2 separate regions of the Mus musculus genome follow, and region 2 is linked to region 1. Evidence: chromatin contacts called from public HiChIP or PLAC-seq data. All regions are on one chromosome and are shown on one strand. Each heading gives the region's core, a stretch centred on a gene start, on an enhancer-like site or on the middle of the called end of the contact. The rest is flanking DNA. Distances are from core to core; before and after follow the strand shown.

Region 1 (6,030 bases), core at 2,251-4,750:
AAGAGATGGTGTCAGAGTTGAGCCCAAGCAAGCAGACCAGGAATTGGGAACAAAGGGGGCCTAATGGAGACATCATTTTCTGGTCTTCCCCTCTGGCCTTATTTATTTCTGCTGCGTTCCTCTCTGTAAAAGCAACCAGGTTCCCACATTTTGCCTGCAGCTACAAAGGTCTTCTTCCCCCAGAGTCTTGCCTTTCCCAGAATCCAGGGTACACATGGGACAGCCCAACCTAAGGCAGGAATGTACTGAACCCTGTAGCCTGAGCGGCTGAAAGAAAAACAGGCGGATTGTCTGCTCAGGTGGGGAGATGGGGGAATCCACAGCTTTTAAAGGACCAAGAAAAGGATGCCTTCCCAAGCCAGGGCTTGGACCAGGACAGTTCAGCCTAGGGGATTCAAGGAAAGCAACCATCGGGACCACTCAGCTGTCCCGGGAAAGGGAGGGGCCTCAGCACACCAGAAGCGTTTAAAGACAGGTGGCCACATTGGGAGATGTGTGGGCAGACAGAGGAGCACTTAGTGGGGAAGTGGGTGGGCGGGGCTAAGCATCTGCTCCCAGCAGCTGCAGCTTGACCCCCACAGCCCCTTGGGTGTGGCCTCCCCCTCAGCTCTCAAGTCCTCACCTTTCCTGGAGCTCGGTTGTTTGTGTGCAGCAGAGAAGAAATAAACTCAAGGCTGAGAATCCCAGCATCCCAGCCCCTCCCTCCACCGGGTGGTCTGCCTTGGTGGTCCACCCCACTCACTGAGAGGTCTCCCTGAGGCTATCTACCCACATCTCTGAGCAGTCCCCACCTAGGGCACTGTGTGTGCTCACACACAGAGAGAAGCAGCCATCCCTGAGCAGCCCCCACCTAGGGCATTGTGTGTGCTCACACACAGAGAGAAGCAGCCATCCCTGAGCAGCCCTCACCTAGGGCATTGTGTGTGCTCACACACACACAGAAGCAGCCATCTCTGAGCAGCCCCCACCTAGGGCACTGTGTGTGCTCACACACAGAGAGAAGCAGCCATCCCTGAGCAGCCCTCACCTAGGGCATTGTGTGTGCTCACACACACAGAGGCAGCACAGAAACAGGCCAGTGACTTCAATAAATCAGTCATCCAGCCACTGCAGGCCTATAGTCCTGGATCCACCCACCCCTTGGCTACTCCTTCAGAAGCCAAAAGGGAGGAGGGAAGGGCTGTAGGGAGGAGTCAAGGGCAGCATGCTCACTCAGGACGGACGTTCCCATCCAGGACAATCCAGAGTAGAACATCCCGTCTCTCACTCAGGACTCTGGCTATCAGATCATCAAAGAATCAACGGCCAGCTATTTAGTGAGCACGGTCCACATGCACTGCCGGGGCCCTTCTGCTGATCCAGCTCCACTGGGTATCCTCAGCACAGGAGGACACACACACACACAGTATGTCCACAGGAGGACACACACACAGTATGTATACCCCACTGAGTGATACTGTCTGCCCTGGAAGCCCCCGGCTTGAGGCAGTCTGGCACCCTTGGCTACCTCCCTGATTCCGTCCAGGCCACCTCTACAGGGTGTCCTTCTTCTACTCTCAGGCTCACTGAGGTAGCCTGGGAGAGGTCAGTCAGGGAGTTCCCCAAAGACCTTACGGTAACAGGGCTCACAGGCTGCAGGGGCCAGGTAAGGGCTCTTCTCTGCACTGAAATTGGGGATACCCATTTCTTAACCCAATATTTTTTAATTGCTTATTTGGAAATTTCCCATAATGCACCCCAATCACATGATCACACTCATTTCCTACTCCTCCCAGGTCCATCCCCTCCACTCTTGTGACCTCCCCAAAACAAAAGAAGAAGAAAAAGTACACTGAGTACTACCCATATTCTTGCAGGAGCATGGTCAAACTCCCAGTGGCCAGCCCCTTAAAGAAAACTGGGTTCCTCCTACCCCTGCCAGAAGGTCCCAACTGTGAAGAGCTACATTTCAGCACCCCACACAATTTTTAAGACTTCTCTTCAATGGCTTCCTGTCTAGACCTTTTTTTTTTTTGGGTGGAGGGAGAAGGGTTGTCACAAAAACCTTTGGTGGAGGACTAGCAGCAGAATATCCATTTTTTTGTTTGTTTGTTTTGTTTTGTTTTTTTGTTTTTTGAGACAGGGTTTCTCTGTGTAGCCCTGGCTGTCCTGGAACTCACTTTGTAGACCAGGCTGGCCTCAAACTCAGAAATCCGCCTGCCTCTGCCTCCCGAGTGCTGGGATTAAAGGCGTGCGCCACCACGCCCGGCTTGCATTTTTTAAAGGTTGGTCTATCTCACCTACCTTTGCCCTGTACTGTTCACTGTTTTAACCACCTCCAGAACACCCGCTAGGATTATAATCTTAGCAAATATTTGGCACATAATAGATGTTGAATAAAAACATGCTAAGCTAGGCTAGATACATATCCTAGTGTTAGAACACTTGTCTAGAATGTATAAAGGCCCTGGGTTCCAATCTTAGCATACACACTCAAAGTGTTGTGTGTCTCCAGTTAGTCTTGAATTTCCTTTTGTCTTAACCCTGACTACGATTCTATCACACTGGAAACACTCAAGTGTCCAGTTTAACCTCAGTGGATGAAAGGGGCAGGAGCCTTCTTTGGTCTTCACTCCATTGGTTTCAAGGGAACCAAGGCTCATTTGATGCCTGTGGCCCTAATCTTAATCTAGCCTAGGGATTATCAACTTGTGGGTTGAGACCCCTTTGGGGGTGTGTGTCACATATCAGAAGTTTATATTACAGTTCATAACAGTAAACAGTAGAAAAATTGCAGCTATGAAGTAGCAATGAAAATAATTTTATGGCTGGGGGGGGGGTCACCACATCATGAGGAACTAAAGGGTCACAGCATAAGGAAGGTTGAGACCGCTGATCTAATCCAAAATTGCCCTCCTGAGCCACGTGCAGGCCTTCTGAGGCTGAGGAAAGTCCTTCACCTTCCTGGGCACCAAAGTACAAAGACGGACCCTCAGGCCCAGCAGAAAATCCCAGAAGACTGCATGGCAAAGCCTTCCAAGGGCTCAAAACAACAGCAACAACAATAACAACAAAGCACCCATAAGCAATATAGCTTTGTGGCATGGTGGATGTTACAGGAGACAGTAGTCTATGAAGGTGCAAAGTGCTCTTGTACAGAGACTGGTGGGATCCAGGCCCAGTCAATCCCCTCCTCCACAGTGTCTGCTAGAGGCCCTGGGCCTCTCCTGACTTGGCCCACCCCTGATCTGCAAGTGTTTAGACAGGTCCCCTGAGCTCACAGACTGCCACGTAAACGGTTGTGCATGCATGCACTTAAGACGCATGCACACATCACGGCTGGGGAAATCCCCACAGCTGGCTCTCTCACGTGACAAAGCTTTATCCAGAAAGCAGCAGCCTAGTTGCCTGCAGGACAGGGGTGGGGTGGGGCTCGAGTTAACCCTTCCATACCACAGCGCAGGCTGAACTTCCCACAGGGAGAATGGAGTGAAGTCCAGGTCTCCGGGATTCTCTCTCAGGCACTGTGATCCTCGCTCACTGGGGACAGACTACTTCTCAGGGCCCCGCCCAGGCTTCCCTGTGCTAGCACAAGGCTGTTCTCTATCCTGTTAGTGTGCTCCCTCATCAACTCTGAGAAGTTCTGCTTCCTGGAGCCTCATCCCCAGAGGGGGGTCACAGGCACAGCCCTAGGGAGCATGTCCCGATGCCAGATGCCTAGGTGGGGTCCTACAGCCAGGAATTCAGCCAGAATTCTTGCCCTCCTTCCATGGGTGTGAACAAATGCCTCTGAGAAACTGCTCCAGGGCCCTCCCGGGTCCTCCTCTAACAAGAAGGCTGGAGGAGGCCCCTGGAACACGTTTTCTCCTGTTCAGACACACTGTATCTATTAGCCGGTGTGATCTGTATCATGTCTCTCACACAGTACTCCCAGATATGGAGAAGCCAGATGCCCAGTTTACTTTCTATGTTTCCTTACTGAGATACCATGTAGCCCAGGCTGGCCTCAAACTCATGACCCAGGCATCCCAGTCCCCCAGATGATAGGATTTTTTTTTAATAGCCCCACCCCTGAAGCCTAGAAACACTATCTCAGTGTAGTCCAGACTAGCCTGAAACTCCCTAAGTAGCCGAGCATGACCCAAACTCCTGATCCTCAAATGCTCAAACTCATGGCCAGTGTGTTGACAAGTTTTTATATCAACTTGACATGAGCTGGGGTCATCTGGGAAAGAGTCTTAATCGAGAAAATATTTGACTGATGATTGATGTAGGAGATTACAGGCCACTGTGGGTGGCGCTAACTCCTACGCAGTAGTCCTGGATGGTATAGGAAAGCAGGCTGGCTGAGCATGAGCAACAAGCCAGTAAGCAGTGTTCTCATGCCCTCTGCTTCAGTTTCTCTGCCTCAGGTTCCTGCCCTGACTTCCCCTAGATGGAGTGTGGCCTGGGAGATGAAAGATGGAACAAACCCTTTCCTTTCTAAGTTGCTTTCTGTCGTGGTGTTTTATCAGCAACATCACTGGACAACTTAGCTAGGGTATGTCTTAAAACATAAAATAAAGTTTTTTTTTTTTTTTTTTTTGGTTTTTTCGAGACAGGGTTTCTCTGTATAGCCCTGGCTATCCTGGAGCTCACTTTGTAGACCAGGCTGGCCTCGAACTCAGAAATCCACCTGCCTCTGCCTCCCGAGTGCTGGGATTAAAGGCGTGCGCCACCACGCCCGGCAAAAATAAAGTTTTTTAAAAAAAGGTGTGTGTGTGTGTGTGTGTGTGTGTGTGTGTGTGTGTAGGGATAAACAGCTCAGTGGTAGACAATTTGTTTAGCATGCATGATGTTTAATCCCCATGTGGTGGGCCCAATGAAAACAGTCCCCCATAAGATCATACATTTGAATGCTTGGTTCCTGTTTGGTGGACCTGTTTGGCAGAGATCAGGAGCTGCGGTCTTGTTGGAGGAGATGTCAGTGGAGACAGGCTCAGGTCTCAACAGCCTCCTACCATCACCAGGGTGCTCTCTGTCTCCTACACACGGATCAAGATGTGAGTTCTCAGCTGGCTGCTCCAGCCACCATGCCTGCGTTCCAGCATCACGGACTCTAACCCTATGGAACCAGAGCCGTGAGCCCAATTAAACTCGTTCTGTTTATAACAGTGTTTGCCATAGGTGTTTGTCTCACAGCAATAGAAAAGTGACACACCCTGGCACAACAAAAATAAATGAATAAAAAAAAGAAAGAAACAAAACCCTTAGTAAATTAGCTTCAGGAGGGCTAGCGCCTCCCTGCTTGGACTGCTATGCCCCACCCATCTGTGGTATTTGTGCTGTTATGTTTATTGACACCCTGGTTGGCTTATTCTCTCATTCAAGTGGGGGTCCTGGAAGACAAAGATCTCCTCAAGTTCATCTTGCTATCCCTGGGGCTGGGACCATGTGCCCTGGCACATAATAGATTCTCAGTTGCTTAGCAAACAAATCTATAAAACAGCCATAACCAGGGCCCAAGAGGCCATGGAGGGAAGGCCCAGACCAGTACTTTCTTGGAAACTTGCCCCCATCCATTCAGCCTTTATGAATCTTCTGTGTCTTCCAGACTGTCTCCGCTGTACACAGGGCCACTGGCCTTAAACGGAGGCAGCCCAGGTCACAGGAGTGTGGGGATGGGCTCTGAAATCAGAACCCTGGGATCAAATGTAAACGATGACCTAGGAGCCACGAGATTGATGGGGTGGGGGAGGGGGCAGGGGCAACTGTGCATGGAGGGAGCATGTCCCTCCCCAGCAGATCCATGCTTGTGCAAGGTCTTCGTGAGGCCTTAGGAAAAGGCAGTCTTAGTCTGGCCTGTGTCGCTGGCTTGTCATCTCTGCTTTACAGGGACTTTAACCCTCCTTCAGGAATGGTTATAAATTCGCTTAGACCCTGTTTAACACTCAGGGAGCCCTCTGGAATCTGGAATCTGGGGTGAGCAGGGGAGACCCCAGAGAGGAAGGAAAAGCTGCCCCCCAGACCACAGACTCCCAAGGCACCACATCCAGTCAGAAACAGAGCCAA
Region 2 (6,030 bases), core at 1,094-3,593, 530 kb after region 1:
TTTCAGCGACTGGAAGCATTGGAGCTCAAGGAGTAAGACATTTGAATATTTTGTGCATAGTTTAGGGTGAGGGCTGTATTATGACATATGGAATTTTTCTGAACCTAGATAAATATTGATGTCACTGGCATGAATTGAGTCAGCAAGAAAGGAAAGTCCTGGGGGTACACACAACCGGTCAGGTCACCCATTCATTCCCATGTTCAGCCCCAGGGGAGGACAGGATATCATCTGTCTATGATATCAGGGTCTTAAATTTTACCCTCTGCAGGCTAAAAATCCTCACGGGTGTAGATAATTCTAGGCATATGTACCCTCCATCAGTACAAGTAGATAATTTTAGGCATATGTACCCTCCATCAGTACAAGTTTAATTAACCAAATGGTGTTCTTTATTTCCCTGTTTGTTGAGACCTTAGTATTAACACATCTTTATTACTTCCCGCCTACTTGTAAGAGTTCCACACTGCCTTTAAAACTCATGCTTTGAGTTTGCAGTCAGCCATGTTGGCTTACTTCTACGTCCTAGAACTCATGGCAATCTGGGGCTACCTCTATTCCCGTTTCCTATAGAAAGTTGGCATTTAAGGCTGTTGTCTGTCAGTCTCTCAGTTTGAAGTTCTGCTGACTGACCACGCAACTCTCAACTCGGCTTCCTCTTCTGAGAAACAAAGACCCCAATGTCACTCAAAGCTAAAGCCTTTTAGTCTACGGCTTGCATTTTAAAGAGTTGCGTTTCAAGATCAATTTTTAAGAGTTTAGGGGGATAGACTGCAGTGGTGGGTGAGACTCTGGGATGCCGGTCTAGCTCCTGTGGCTCACAGCTCTCATCTTGTCTTCCCACAGGTGTCTAGCCCACACCCCCAAGCTCAAGCTCTGGATGGCGGCCATGCAGCAAGACCCTGTGGCATCCTCTCACAAAATTGATGCCAAGACCTACCGCGAGTACTTAAATCTCTACCTACAGGACAGCCCCGAGGCCTGTGATTATGGGCTCTGAAGGGCAAGAGCCCTCAGCAAATGCTGTTTCCCCTCACTGATTGAATATCATGCTTATTTTGTCCAGTATTCTCACTGGCTCCTTTCTCATAATTTGACCTTCTGGCCTAAGCGGTGCCCCCCAGGGCCCCACTCCTGTATTTCTATTTCAGAACAATCTGATCTAATGGTCCTAACAGTCTTCACTGCCATCCCCAAGGCCATCACCTCTGGTTTGATACAGACATCTAGATTTGGATATCAAGAAAAATGTCAAGTTTTTGATTACTCATGTCTGAAAACTGTGATTTCCCCATACTTTCCATCATTAAATCTCTTATTCCTCTTGTGAGCATCGAAAACTGAGTCCAAACCACCTCAGGTCAACATGACTGGGGTAGCCTCTTGCTTGAGCTCTCAGTTCCTAATTTCTTAAAAAATGTGTGTGTGTGTGTGTGTGTGTGTGCGTGCACGGGATCCCTTGGAGCTGGTGATACCGGCAGAGGCTGTGGGGTGATAGGAAACGAATCTCCCTTCTGGAAGAGCAGCAAACAACCACCAAACGATCTCACTAGCTCCTACTTCTAGCCCTTTCAAATCCTTCCTTCCAAACAAGGCAGATATAGTTCTGTCTTCTATAGGTGTGCCACATGCAATACCGTTAAAATCACACTAGCCAGTTCAGTATATAAGACTGAATAAGTAATGGATGAAATCTCCCAATGGGAAAGGTTAATCTTAATACTTCTATCACTTCCATAAGACAGGTAGTCTGGGAACCTCACTCCATTCTAGGGATGGTGAGTCTGGTCCAGATGTTAAGTGAGGTCTTAAGATGTTGGCAGAAGGATCTGGAGGACAATGAATGCCCTTAAGAATGGCAACCCACCGACCGCCAGGTTTTCTGTAGTTGTTTTCTGGCTTGCCTGCGACAACCACGGGGGTGATTCGTTAAGGGCGCCAAAACTGGCAAAGCTCAGCGCCGCATTTAGGGTTTAGCTTCACGGTGATGGGGGGCCCGCACCCTGGGGAGGCAGGGATTGGCTGACTTCACAAACGGGACAACTAGCGTCCTACTCCGAGCGGAGCCATCTGTGCCGCCGGCCCCCAGCCCCCGGGCAGGCCCTGGCGGTTCCTCGCGGATTCCCAGTAGGATGTGAGACCAGCGGCTGAGAGGAACCGCCTGCTACCGACTTCCTCTTTAGGTAGCCATAGATTTCCGGCCTGACCCTCGTTTCTCGAGCAAGCTGCTATAACGCGGTCGCCTATTGGCTCGCTCTTCCAGACGAGCCAGGTATTGGCTGGAGCGCAGGGCTCGGCGGCCAATTGCGGGGTAGCACCGTGAGAAGGGGCGGGCCCGCCTCCGCGTCGGCCGCCGGGCGTCCCAACTCCGGGTTGGAGCCATAGCCGCCCGAAGGTTGCTCTGAGATGCTTTTTCTGCCACCGCCACTGGGGGGTTCGGCCTCACCTGCGCTGTGTCGGAAGGGAAAAGGATTTTGAGGTCAATTCTGAACTTTGGGGGACTTGTAAAATCTGGGCTTTTCAGAATAGGATCGCCAACTTTTAATTTTGCAGTTACATTTTAAAAGAAAACCCAAATGTTTAACCATAGCTAATGTTTCTTTCTTTTTCTTTTTATAAAAAATTTCACTAAAAATGTGTAAGGGAGCCTAGAATATAGCAATAGGGTAAAGAAATCGTAAGGAAGAAAGAATAGTCAATAGTTTTAGATTATTGAGTTTTCTTTAAGCCAGAAACCTGTCATTGAAATTAATTTTCCAGTTTGGACGAAGACAGGCACGCAGAGTTCCACAGATCTGGAGTTTCGTACCTCAGTTCGGCTTAACTAGTTGATGACACAGACAGGCAGGAGAATTTCGTTTCTGAGACTGCCTGTCTTTTGAAGGCTACGAAAATCGTCCCTGCTACGTTCAAATAATAGTAATCACAATAACAGCTAATGTTAAGTCCTTGCTAGATGACAGACACATGCTAAGTATTAGATGCTTGCCATACTGATCCTAATAACACTTCCCTAAACCACATGGTACTCTTACCTCCGCATTACAGATTAGAACGCCAGTGTGTTAGAAAATCAGGGTTGTTGGAGCTTTTGATTATTAGCCCAAAGTAACCCAGCTACTAAAAGGTGGAGCGATTCAAATGTAGCCTATGTTTGTTGTAAAAAAGACTGCTCTTTAGATAAGTTTATATATCTATAAAGTTCCTTTTCCTAAGAGCTCTTACATTTAGAGATTAAGCCAAGACAGAATAATATCATCTGTTATCAATGGATTCCACATCATTCCAATTTAATTAGACTAGAAAAGAAAAATTACATCCGAACTGAGTATATTCAGACTTCTCATGTCAGTATCCCCTAAGCAATGCAGTGTAACAACGTTTACCTTGTGTTGGCTATTCTAAGTCATCTAGAGGTGGTTTGATGTGTCTAGGAGTGTGTGGGTAGGTGAGTTGCAAATGCTTCGCCATTTTATATAAAGTTGTTGAGCATCCGTGGAACTTGATATCCAAAAAAGGTCCTGGCAATAATTCTGGGCACGTCCCTGTCCTATCCCTATCATGGTTTGGTTTCGGCAGGCGATGTTGCTGCTTTTGCACGCGTTTACAAACTTTGATGTCAGACTCTTGAAATTTTGCTTTTTGACTATTCAAATATTATTATCAGGGTGTATAAATGTGTCACACATGTCATTAAAGACACAGGGATAAGAAAACAAGCACTTTAAAAGAAGGTCTCCTCTGACCCAGTTTTCCTGACCTGGATGGGAAGGTCCTCCTGTGGTCACTTCAGTCACCTCATTTCATATGTCCCAACGTTAACGCCATTGGGACATGAGCTTCCCTATGGTCCTTGCTCCTTGCAAGCCCTGAATAAAGGCAGCTGTGAGAGTAGAACCCTTTCCCTCATCTGGCCCAAGGAGTTCAGTGAACAATAGTGGACACCCAGTAATGTGATCTTTCATGTCAAGTGGGCATTCAAAGAGACAAATACAATCATAATCTAGCATCTGCTAATATTAGACTTGTGACCAAAAGGTTTTTTTAAGCCGAACAAACAAACAAACAAACAAACAAACAAACAACTCAAGCTGGCATAAAAGTGCACACATTTAATTCCAGCACTTGGGAGGCAGAGGCAGAGGCAGGTGGGTCTCTAAGTTTGAGGCCAGCCTGGTCTACAGAGTAAGTTCCAGGACAGCCAGAATTACATTAAAAAAAAAAAAAAAAGACAAAGGAAGAAAGAAAGGCCCCCCTTTCCTTAAAACAAACTGAAATCGAGTGAAGAAATTATTTCCATTCTGTAAATACATACATCATTAATCACCATGACCAGAGATTCCTCTATTTTTAGAAAAGCAGCTCAGGGACTGGGGAGATGACTTAGTGGGTAAAGTGCTTGTTGAACAAACACAAGAACCTGACTTCCAACCCCAGACGCACAAACAAGACCTGGTGTGGTGGCCCGGGTTTGTAATCCCAGTGCCATGGAGGAAGCTGAGGTGGGTTTCTGGGGCTTTGGGGCCAGCTCAACCGAATCAGCAAGTTCCAGGTAAGAAGGTGAGACCCCCATCTCAAAAGACCTCTGGCCTCTGCCATCCAAGCTCACACCTTGAGTGTCTGTGTGTGTGTGTCTGTGTGTGTGTGTGTACCTTCACACACAGAGAAACAGTGGATATGATTATATTTCAGATGTCTGAAAAATTATTTCTAATAGATTTCCATGACCTTATTAAAATTGTTTTGTGCTTGAGTTGGTCAATATAACAGAGATGCAAACACGGGATAGCATAGATGGAACATTTGCAAAAAAAAAAAAACCACTTAGGAGTTACCTACTGAAATTTTAAGAGGAAGCAGAGAACAAGCTTAAAGGTCATGATTAAAATCCTTCTGGGAAAACTGTTGTGATCTTTCGAGAGATTAAAAAAAATCACATTACTGAAATGTAGCCTGAAGCATTCAGCACACTCAGCCAGCATTAAACTGTTAACGGGGGAAATAGTGTGGTGAGTTAGATTCTAATTCTCATATGCCCGGCAAGCTGAATTGCAATGTGTGTCTCTTCATGGGTGCAGAATGGGAAGGCATCATGCTATAAAAATGCCTTCTTACTCATTAGTATTTCTCTTTAATTTTGAGGGTCACTGAGATAGAACTCCGCACAATTTCACTCCATAGTCAAAACCATCATATACACACTGGTGGTTGTCATCTTAAACAAGGAAGATGGAGGGCAGAGAGGCTAAGCATTGTGCCCAAGGACCAAGGCAGGTCTCACAACCCATCTGGTTCCATGGCCCATTTTGAGACTCCTGACATTGTACTGCCTCCCATAGGTGGAGAATATGTTCTACCTTTGTCCTAACTTCTCCAAATAGACTTGTATCTCAAAACGTGACCTCCCATATTACAGACATACTTTTTATCTTGAGACAGTGGTCACTCTGTAGCCCTAATTGGCATCAAATTTGTGATCCCCTTGCCACAGACTTCAAGTTTTAGGACCATACCACATACCACAACAGCTTGCTCAGGCAAACCTGTTACAAATGACATTTGCTGTTCTCAGATTTCGATTCCTTTAGAAGGAGTGAATCGTGAGGGGAAAGCTGGAAATGTTTGCCCTTCTGGCACAATAGAACCTCCCAGTTTGCAAGTAGAATTCCCTTCCTGACTGTTGCTATCTCAGCCATTGCAACATAAACAGCTATGAATGACCAAATCAAAACCACCTGGCTAACTCAGGCTGCTGGCTGAATTTTATGCAGCTCAAAGTGCTAAGAATGCTTTTCAGGACTGTCGTTTTAAGCAGCTGAAAAAAATACCAAAATATAAATCATAACATGTGATGTAGAGATCAAGTTGACCAGTACCGAGTGGTTTTTGTGAATTGTGGACCGGGAGTGCTGTGTCAATATATGTTCATCTACTGTAGCGTAGGTGCCTCTCTGGAGAGATAGGAGGCTGTATGTGGAGGTAGGGAGACTGTGAGGTACCTCTGTATGTTCTGTTTTATATTGTTGTGAA

Evidence for each region. HiChIP or PLAC-seq counts read pairs in DNA pulled down with a chosen protein or histone mark.
Region 2: an H3K27ac HiChIP or PLAC-seq map of thymic regulatory T cells shows a contact between it and region 1, with 5 times the contacts expected there. The contact joins the promoter of Gsto2 here to the enhancer-like site in region 1. A contact is called at or near these places in 3 of 39 promoter capture datasets (the 3T3-L1 cell line, maxillary cranial neural crest and pre-B cells), 1 of 15 datasets of contacts at CTCF or cohesin (the NIH/3T3 cell line), 8 of 115 datasets of contacts at active chromatin or transcription factors (T-cell acute lymphoblastic leukemia, astrocytes, embryonic midbrain and 5 more) and 2 of 9 other capture datasets (embryonic stem cells and liver).

Annotation. Positions count from the first base shown.
Region 1 is chr19:47,327,556-47,333,585 of GRCm38.p6, forward strand. All of the region lies in intron 6 of Sh3pxd2a (SH3 and PX domains 2A), which reads right to left. Among named protein-coding and RNA genes, the nearest start is that of Gm29834, 44 kb to the left of the region's middle. Within about 2 kb of position 3,501, at least 223 of the 459 cell types and tissues checked have an H3K27ac peak or open chromatin away from gene starts, as enhancers often do. A contact at or near this core is called in the NIH/3T3 cell line, embryonic stem cells, liver and 3 more, where this site is marked.
Region 2 is chr19:47,863,451-47,869,480 of GRCm38.p6, forward strand. It overlaps Gsto2 (glutathione S-transferase omega 2), which reads left to right and starts at 2,344. Exons shown (of 9, transcript NM_026619.2): 1 at 2,344-2,479. Gsto1 (glutathione S-transferase omega 1) reads left to right here. Exons shown (of 6, transcript NM_010362.3): 5 at 1-32; 6 at 847-1,340. The coding sequence ends at 1,000.